2 separate regions of the Mus musculus genome follow, and region 2 is linked to region 1. The links are chromatin contacts, called in public ChIA-PET maps. All regions are on one chromosome and are shown on one strand. The core of a region is the stretch at or near the end of the contact, and the rest is flanking DNA. Distances in the headings are between cores, read along the strand shown. Region 1 has its middle 21 kb from the start of Ifng. Region 2 has its middle 4.1 kb from the start of Gm33481.

The links. ChIA-PET counts read pairs in DNA pulled down with a chosen protein or histone mark.
Region 2: an RNA polymerase II ChIA-PET map of memory CD8 T cells shows a contact between it and region 1, with 19 read pairs. The contact joins two enhancer-like sites.

Annotation. Positions count from the first base shown.
Region 1 is chr10:118,416,938-118,422,211 of GRCm38.p6, reverse strand. No RefSeq gene overlaps it. Among named protein-coding and RNA genes, the nearest start is that of Ifng, 21 kb to the left of the region's middle. Within about 2 kb of position 3,106, at least 79 of the 459 cell types and tissues checked have an H3K27ac peak or open chromatin away from gene starts, as enhancers often do. A contact at or near this core is called in memory CD8 T cells, where this site is marked.
Region 2 is chr10:118,793,868-118,799,141 of GRCm38.p6, reverse strand. No RefSeq gene overlaps it. Among named protein-coding and RNA genes, the nearest start is that of Gm33481, 4.1 kb to the right of the region's middle. Within about 2 kb of position 2,396, at least 82 of the 459 cell types and tissues checked have an H3K27ac peak or open chromatin away from gene starts, as enhancers often do. A contact at or near this core is called in memory CD8 T cells, where this site is marked.

The DNA.
Region 1 (5,274 bases), core at 1,857-4,356:
ACAACCAGGAATAGCCACTACACTACCTCCTAGCCTTTCCTCAATATGGAACCCATTGGGACTGGATTCCACAGCCCTGCATTTTGATTGGTTGTAGTTCTCTAACATGGTCTCCATCTGTTGCACTGAGAACTTTCCTTGAAAATGGATAAAGGATACATTTACCTGTCAGTATAAGGACAAATATTTAAGATATAGTTAGGGGCTGTGCTGTTTTACTAAAGAAAAGTGGTTGTAATCCAAGATACATGGCTTCACTAGCCCTGGGAAGTTGACTACCTTTCTAGTACTAGGCACGATGTCTCTCTTGTTGAACAGGTCTTAAATCTAATTAGAGGTATTGGTTACCACCAAGGTATGTGTAGCATTACTACTCACTTAGGGTTTTGCCATGCTGGTCGTGTTGTGGTTCACAGGCATCATATCTGGGATGGACTGTTGATTGCTCCAGTCTTCTGGACACGTGTGTGGTGCCAAGAATATTCAGTTCAGTTCTAGCTCAGGGGCCTCTAGGATCTATATCTGAAGGACACTGTATCTGAAGGACACTGTATCTGAAGGGCACTGTATCTGAAGGACACTGTATCTGAAGGACACTGTATCTGAAGGACACTGTATCTTTAGGATCTATATCTGAAGGACACTGTATCTTCAGCAACAGAGATTTACCTTCCACTGCCAAGAACAGCCAAGGGTAGTAGCAACAGCCTGTAACATTTCAGAAGACAACCCTGACCAACAACTCAAAAGACGACCTCTCATCTCAAGTGACTCTGTTTTGTTAGGTGGTCTTTGACTCTGGGAGGGTACATTGTTGGTCCAGATGAGAAATTTTTCATGTAACCTGTGTGTGCATATTTACGCATAGACTTATATGTATTATCAGTTCTTCTTAGATGGATAGTTAACAGTATGATTCCTTGTGACTTTTTAAAGATATCCTTACAATGATTTTACCATCTTTTCTCTTCCTTATTCATCTCCCTGTTTCTATTAGAGCCCACCCTTTTGACCAGCTTCCCTATCTAGCATTCTGTTTCTGGAACATTCTGGCTCTCTCCCATTGAGTTGGCTCATGCTCAATTCCTCTGGGAAGACTCTGGGCACAGGACAGCCTTGCTGATCCATCCTGCCTCCTCTTTCTTTCTGGCTCAGAGCTTGCCCACACTTCACAGGCTCACTTTCCTCTCCATGCAGAGTCCTGGCCTGGATTCTGTTGCTTGGACTCTTCTTCTGTTGGCAAGCTTGATGCACCTTACAGTCACAGCACTGAGGATGGCAAAGTCACACAGTGATAGTGGTACTGCTGGGGGTGGAGGCACCTGCTGCTCTCATTCATCATTTGGGACTTTACATGAGGAAAAAACATACTTCAGCTACATCTAAGCCATCATGCAGTTGGGGACATTCATATCACATATACTTGTGTCTAAGTTAACTTGTGTGTGTTATATATGTAACCTATCACCTAAATATAATACCTGAAGTTACTACATAACTTATAGTATCTTAACTAATATCATTAGTAGCTATTCAAATAGCATCTACTTCCTGTTAGTTTTTACCCAAATAAGACATATGTATATGTGCATTTGTGAGTAGATATTTCAATTCATTTTAAAAACATCAAAATAAATATTGGGGCTAGTGATTTATCTCAGTTGATAGAGTTACCAACCTGCCTACCATGCTCAAAGCGCTGAGTTAAATCTCAGCCCATCATAATAAACCTGGCAGGATGGTACATGGCTAGGAGTTCTGGCTCAGATCAGTAGCTCAAGACAATCTGTGCTACATTGTGAGTTTAAGGCTGACTCAGAATGCATGAGGCCCTGACTCATGTGTATAGATAGATAGATGTGTATAGATAGATAGATACATAGGTACATAGATAAATATATAGATACATAGATAGATACTTAGATGATAGATACATAGGTATAAGCATACATACATACATACATACATACATACATAGATCAATACATACATACATACATACATAGATTGGTACATAAATAGGTACATACATACATACATCATACATGGATACATACATGGATACATAGAAACATAGATAGAAATGTGTGTGTACACATGAATACATGCTATCATTACCTACTCAAATTTACATTAATCAAAAACCCAATCCTTCCTAGTCACTGTGGATTTGATGTTTGTGTGTGTATTTTTCTCTGAAAATTTCCTTCTTTAGACTCTTACTTTGAGGAGCCTGCACATCCCGCTGCCCATTTTATATTCATCACCCCCCTTTTGAGATATTGTACCTATATGTTGCTTTTTTAAATGATAATTTCTCAAAAGACAGAAATTAGAAGTTGTCCCCACTCTTTTCATTTTGAAAGGTGGCAGGCACAACACCAGACGTCTTTAATCTTCTTCAGATCATCTGATATTTTCTTCTTGAGACTGTAGTGCGGATTTATCACTCCATGCAACTCGAAACATATATCAATGTCATCCCACACTAGATGATATATGATTTTCCTTATTGGAAAATTAGACACCTAATTTGCTAATTAGAATCATAGATCATAACTCATTATGATTTTTTAGGAAGCTTATTAAACAACAACAGAAGCCCTGCATTTTGTCATAGGAGCTTCTCCTAAAACAATAAAGTGAATCCCCAGAGAAGCAGTCTAAACGACATGTCACACGGAAGCAGTCTAAATGACATGTCACAAGGCTGTCTGTACTTCCATCAGGAAAGTGAAGAAACTTGAAAGAGTTGGAAAGATTTCTTTTCACCCCAGGTGGAGTTTGAAGGTTTTTCTAGCAGGTTCTTTCAGGAAGCCCGTTAACCTTCTGCTCTGTTGGCCTGTGGTCAGGGACTTCCCCCAACCTGCCTCCTGTCTTTTGACAATGAGCAGAAATTTGGCCTCTTAGGTTTTCTTTCTAGTCACCTGATAGGATTTCCCAGGACAGAGGTGTTAAGCCAGCTTTGATCTGACTTCCCATCTCCTTCCTGTGGATCACCCTGAGAAGAAAGAAGTTGCCTTTCCCCACCCCACCCCCACCCCAGGCGCTGACATCATGCTTCCGCTCCATAGGGCGGGGCGATGCGTGCCCATGTGCTCACAGAAGTGCAGGTCTGAGCAGGAAGTAGAGTTGTTTAAAGATAAGATACTCTCTTTGGCTTCCTTACCTTTGAGGTTATAGCAAACATCAAATTTCACGTGTGTGTGTGTGTGTGTAGACAATTGCATGTTAATACTTGCATGATTATATGGCATCATTGCTGTCATACTTCTAAAACATTTTTTCACTGTAGTATGGTGGTAAGAGGTGCCAATGTGGGAACTGGATTGTGTTTGAATCCTGCCTCCAAGTTATACCAGTGTTTGAACCCTCTGAACCTGAGGACATTCTTGGGGCTTTAGCTGGCAATAATGGCATCCACCCTGGAAAGGGGTGTGTGTGTGTATGTGCCCGCACGTGTGTGTGTGTGTGTGTGTGTGTGTGTGTGTGTGTGTGAGAGAGAGAGAGAGAGAGAGAGAGAGAGAAAGAGAGAGAGAGAGAGAGAGAGAGAGAGAGAGAGAGAGAGAGATGTGAAGCACTTGAATCAGCTTGATCTATCGTAAGCACAATTTGCTCATTATTTTTCTTCTGTTTTCAAGTATTCTCATCTGTAACCTGGATGATGAGGAGTCATATTTGCATTCTTTTTTTGTCATACTTGTCATTATTTTTTATTTACTTGTACATGGTCAACTGAAGGATGGAAAAGAAAAGAAGCCGATTGGGTTACTCTAGAGCCAGAGCTGCAGTTGAGAATCAGTTGTGTAGGTGGTGATTCTGGGGAGCAGCAGAGAAGAGGGGGAGGGATTCAGGGAAGAGAGGAAGTCAATGCAGGGTGGTTAGCAAGCTCAAGTCACAGTGGACATGGGAACTTAGACCTACAGGCAAGGTCATAGAATGCATCCAAAGGGCCCAACTCAGAGTGGAGAAACAGGGTTTTCTAGCCATCACTCTCTTGGGGATGATGTCAAGACGTGGAGGCACCCATTCTCAACCCTTGTAGTCTTCCACAAGCCCAGAAGAAAGAATGTTACACCCAGAGAATAGTTAGTAACCATCGTCTGCAAGGGCAGGAAGGGAGGCCACTGAGAAGTTTAAATAAATCATGACAGCATCAGCAACCCACTAAAAGTTTGTGGTATGGCCTTAATTATTCCTGATTTTTTTTTCAGACTTCATTATATCCTTTTTGTTCCAGGGTTGCTGTAAGCTCACTGGCATCTTGTACATGCTGAGGTACTCAGAGTAGCAAGAGATGGAAACTTCAGCAACACTGTTTCCAAGAGTGAGATGTATCGGGAAGACTTGGGCATTGTGGGTAATAGAGAACTACCTCAGAAAAGAGCTGGTATTAAGCACTAAGAATTGGTAGGGGTGTCTTTCTGACTCTCAAGCGTACTTGTTTTAGTGAGGTGTCAATCTCTTCTACCACAGAGTAGCATTCCTTAGAAGAAGGGGGTCATCGAGACATCCTTCTCTAACTTCATACTCTATAAGATTTACTCCCAAGAATAGACGCACCTTCTCATTTGCCATTAGAAGCACACAATAACTTATGAAGGACTAATTGAGATCCACATCATATGTCCTCCTGGATATTTAACTAGGACAACAGCAAGGGCCCACCACTAGCCTATCAGAGTGACCAACCTCCAGAACACAGCACACAGAGCTGACCAGGACACAGAGAAAAGAACCATCAGCATGCCACAGCTTCATTAGAAGACAGGTTGGCCATCACTGACAAAATTAACGACACTCCAGCCATGTAATCCAGCCAGTGCCCTGCTCTGCCTTCCCTCCAAATGTGTTTAAAGCTCATACATCCTAATGTGTAAATGCAGCATACTATGCTAGCTTTGAGAGTTTGTGGTACAGCTTTTTGGCATGATGTGCAAACACTCTACCACTGAGATATACCCTAAGCCCAAGATTTCTACTTGTAAAAATAGGGATGTATCTTATTTTAAAATACATATCTTTTGCAGGGCTGGAGAGACAGCTCAACAGTTAAGAGACCTGACTGCTCTTCCAGAGAATCCAGATTCCCAGCAGTCACCTGGTGACTCACAGACACCTCTACCTCCAGTTCTTTGGATCTGACTTCATCTCTAGCCTCAACAGGCACCAGGCACACACAAGGCACACAACATACATGCAGACAAGACACCTAAACACGTAAACTTAAAATTAATTCCTAGTACTTTGCTTTTAAATAAATTTTATTTATAA
Region 2 (5,274 bases), core at 1,147-3,646, 380 kb before region 1:
ACATTTATCTTCATATCACTACTTCATAACTGTCATTTTGCTACTGTTATGAATCGTAATGTAAATATTTCTGGAGATAGAGGTTTGACAAAGAAGTCAAGACCCAACGGCAGAGAACCACTAGGTCCAGAGGCATGCTACTGCCGGTTAATGTGAATGATTGGTCCCAGACTCAGTACTAGCACAACTGCTGAATGCCCTCTTTCTCCTCTGCCACCCGTGGTCCATGAGTACCGCAGTCTATGCAGATGTAGTGAATTTCTGCTTGCCTGTATTGCTCAGACTCCTAGACCTAAGGTAAGAAGGTCCCGTGCTGAGTAGCAGGCAACCTGACGCTTTCAGCTTTGAGTGCTGGGTAGGCTCTTCCTTCTACCATGGCTCTCTGTCGAACAAATTCCTCAAAGCCAGGAATGAAGACTTAGGAGTTGGAAAGATGGAAATGTCCCTTGTATGAACCACATCAGTTTATGCATAAAAAAAGAGAAGTTCACCGAGCAGTGGAGCTCAACTTGACATGACCCACCATAAACAAATGAAATTCTCAGGGACCCGGGAAGGCACGTGACTTTAGCCTTGGGTTCAGTCTCTCGCCACTTGCACATCCATCAAACCGGCTTTCCTATGTCACACGCCATGCTTGGGTGGCCCCTTTCATATTCGCTTTACGGAGCTGGCCACATTCCAATTCTCGTCCATTCCGTTTTCATTTCAACTGTAAGTTTTTCTTGTGTTAGTAAGTTTTCCTCTGGATATTCTTTATGAGGGCCCACGAACTCCCAAAGGTACTTAGTTCATCTTCATGATGGGATCTCCTGGGAAGTATCTCCAATATTAAGAAATAATGGGGAAGCTTATGCTATGGCTAAGAATGAGAAATGTCAAAATGTACACCTGTTTATTCCCTCTTTAGGATCACCTCCCCCGAGCCAAACCGTAAGCTGGCTCTCATTAAAATGTGACATTTATCTTTCCAATGTGAATTTATCTTCCTATGGTAAGAATAGAGGAATTCTATTCATGTATTTCATTTCACAATTTGTTGCAAAATAAAATAAATACAGAATAAGATAAATGGTAACTTTAATGAAAACCATAGTTTTAAAATAAGACCTTTCTTAAGTACAAAAAACACTGATGTTGGAAAAAAAACCCTAAATAGTTAATAAGATGGTAGCGTAACCCTGCTGCAAGCGTATGCTCACACACATAAAGCCTTCAGTATAATAAACAAATAATTCTAACATTCTGTGAGAAGGGTTTGCATGAAAGCAGCTCATCAAACTCTGTGATGAGGACTTTGATTGCGTGAACACAGAAATCACAGACAGCCATTTCTGCACGTAGACAGTGAACACAGTAGACTTTGGTGGGTTAGGAAGGACTAGGAGGGTACTCAATTGAATTTTCCTTGGTTCTTGTTGTTGTTGTTTGGTTTGTTTTTCAGACCAGTTCTAGACAAGTCCATCAGTTGAAGGTTCAGGTTCTAACAGGTTAAGCATGCATGAGTCTTCAGGAAGTAAACTCTGTCTGTCCCAGCCAAGGCGTGATGTCCCAATGTAGACAGAGGGGACCCTTGCTCCCTTCCTTTCTAAACAAACAGGAAACACTCAGTTCATCTAGTGTGAAAACTACCCGTGGATAAAGACTTTCATGGTCACTAGCCATGACCTTTTGTGGTTATCAAACACAGATAAAACTTTCATGGTTACCAAACACGGTAACAACTTTCATGGTTACCAAACATGGGTAAATCTCTTGATGACTTCACAAACACAGTCAGTTGGTAACCCATCGTCCTGAAAGCCAGTTTAATTCTGTTTCTGACACTCTCTGTCACTTAGAATACGAGAACTGAGTAAATGCTCATATTTAAAAAAAAAACATAGGTCTTAAAAATAAAGTATTTTATCTCTTTAATATGCTCCTTCAAATGTAGAGGGGTGAGTCTAGGAGAGGACATTAGAGATGAACACCAGTACAAACCCTTTTCAGAAGCACGCAGATAACGATGGAGAAACATGCAGATGTCTTCCGTAGGTAGGGAGTGAGAAACTCTTGGCCAAGTCCCTTGTTGTTACTTCCCACACCATCAGGAAAAAAGATTGTCTGATACCCCCATTAGCTAATTTCGTTGTTCTCAGTATATAACATTTTCTGTAGCCGCTTTATTTTATTTTTATTTGGGATGAGGTAGTTTTAACAACCCACCAGAAGATGTAAACATCTGGTTTCCAGAAGAGGAAGTGTGAACACCAATACCTCATCAGCAGCACTATGGAGTCATGTTCCTTCTCATTCTGGATCATCGATCTTTGAGGGCTTTCTCTTGGATAGAGGATGTCCAGTCCCAACCCTTGTGATTCATAACCAGGGGAAGAGCTAAAAATCAGGAACCAAACATAAGCCACGGTCAGAGAGGCTTCTGAAGGAAGGTTTCGGTTGCTTTTCTCGTTGTTGTGACAAGACATCTAACAGAAGTAACTTCAGGAAGGAAGTGTTTACCATGGCCGCCTGGAGCAGCAAGTCCGCTGGCCCACTGAGCCGTCTCCCCAGGCAGAGAGCTTGTTTCTTAAGTGACTATTTGTTCTATTCTCTGAGGACTGAAAGTAATACAGGCCTGGGTGAGTTTACTTAGCCTTTTTGGTTTTCTTGGGGAGGGTTTGAATTGTGAAAGACACACCCTTTGAGGGCCTACTATGTGCCAGTGTCTTTCCCATGACTTGGTGTGTGCCTGGCAAGCAATCTACCACCAGGGTTTATTCGTAGTTTACTAACGTCTTTCATACACACTGTTTAGCATTTACAAAACTCTCTGAGGTGGATAGGGTAGCCTTCATTTCTGATTTAAATCCCATGTAGCTATTCTGAGGTGCAGGTGAAATATTCCAAGTTAGCTCTGGGGTCAGACTCAGTTCTCCTCACTGTACATCAGATGGGGTTGGAGCTGCCACTTGACCTCTGCAACCATCTGAGAAGCTGACTTGATAATGAAGAACATATTTGTCTCAACTGTGGATGAAGACATCACTAGCCAAAGGGCAGAGGCCATAGGATTGGCCCATTTTTAAGGCATCAATTTTCTGCTGGTACCATGAGTCACAGTTGTCCCTCTGGGACAGCACCATGTATCTGAATCTACTGGCTTAATAATTGAGCGTTAATGAGTTAACGTTAATGAATGTTCGTGATTGCCCTGTCTGATGCCCCCTACAGCCACAGACGTTATGACCATGGCCGATGAGAGCTAAGTGTTTTCCAAAAGAACAAGACTTCTTAAATGTAAGACTCTAAAATACAGGCTTGTGTGGGCGCTGTCTACATTTTGGAGATGAGCTTTGGTCTTCCTAGTCTGGTCCTGTAACAGAGTACCCTCTTTACATCCTAATGTTTGCTTCTGAGGGCTATACTAGCAGCGAGTAATCAGGTGTGCTGGTCTTTGAGCTCTGTGACTCTGGAATCTGAGGATTCTGGATCCTCTGGAAGAGCAGCCAGAGCTTTAAACATCTGAGCCACTTCTGCACATCTCAACCTCTTACTTCTATAACTCAAGGTATCAAAATACTAAAGAACAAACAGACCCGGTGCTATCAGAATTCACTTTCTCAACCATAAGGTCTTTTGAGTATAAATAAGCTTTAAGATGAAGGGGGGAAAATGACATCTACAGAGAAGTTCAAAAACATTAAGAAGTTACGAGAAAGGTCCCCCAAAGTTAATTGCAATATATTGAACATAAACATCAGCAAAGAAGCAAAAGGATTATGTCATTATGCAATATGGTCACAGGTGCCAGCAGTGCTCTGTCCTCGTACATGTTCCTGCATGGCCCGACATGGTCACTCCACTCCCATCAGGAGAAAGACCTAATGAGATCACAGGGACAGCACTGGCTCAATTGGCTTGAGAACATGTCCAGAATGGTGCTGACTAATACACCAGGAACTAGGGCATAGTCTAGAGTCACCGGGCATGGGCTTACACAGAGTAGACTGTAAGGATGTTCAGAGAAATGTGGCTGACTTGAGAAGTGAGAGGTCATGCAATCTCTCAAACAGTTGTGCTTTTCTCCAGAAATACATTGATTTTTAAAATAAGAGCATGCCATTAGCATTGGGCATTGTGACTCATGCCTGTTATTCCAGCTCTCAGGAAGAAGCAGAGGCAGGGGGTTTATAAGTTCAGCTCCGGGCTATATAGTGAGATTCTGAAGAGAGGGAGGGAGAGGGAGAGGGGGAAGGGGAGGGGGAGAGGGGGAAGGGGAGGGAGGAGGATGGGCAGGGCAGGCATATTTACACCCAGAATAAAGAACTAAAGCTTCCTAGCATTTAAAAAGACAAACCACAGAGGAACAGTATAATTAATGATTAGTAGTAGTAACCAGCGGTTAGATTAAAAAATGTGAGAGCGGTTTTAATTCCCAGGAGAGTATAACAGACTTCTGAAAGGGAGATCAATGGATGGTCTTCCACTCTTTCACTTTTGTACCGTTTGAAGGACGAGCATACACACAGGCCCCGAGCAGAGTCTGCCAAGCTACTCAGATAAAAAGAAAGACCTCAACATTCAATTGAGGCCAAATGCCTGCAACTCGAGTCTAAGTAGAACCAAATGTTGAGCGGTTTCCTATCATGTATAAAAAAATGTGAATGATGGGGTTTCCACTTGTCATGCAGATGCTGCTGGAATCGTGGAGATGTGGCCCAGGGAGAAAGCAGAGTCTAGGGCATTTGCTTTCACACCTGTCTTTTCCACGACCTTCGTATGCAAGAGAAATAACACTGTCAGCAACGTCTCAACACAAAGGACATTTAAATGGGCAGGGCATATCAGAGACAGTGACAGACTTCAACCAGGATTCCCTCGTTGGAAGATAACACCACGTTCAGATTCTACTTCCACACTTAGCTTTGCCTTGTTTTCTGTTCACACAGCCATTTGCTATCCCTGACACCAGGTGTGTGGGCGTTTTCCCCCCACATGCCAATCAAAGCCATCCTCTAGGGAACACCAGTCAGTGTCCTCCAATGCAGTTCAGTACTGACACTATTTGCATGGACCCAGTGGATTAAGGGATCTGTCCCAGCAGATCACCCCTCCCTGAGACACAGGTACAATTTCTGCTTCTGAGTAGTGGTACTTGACAGGACTGTACTATACTATGCTATACTATACTATACTATACTATACTATACTATACTATACTATGCTTTAATTTGCTAGTGAGTTAATTTGCTAGTGTGATTCTCAGAACTCAGGAAACCACTAGAAGTTCAG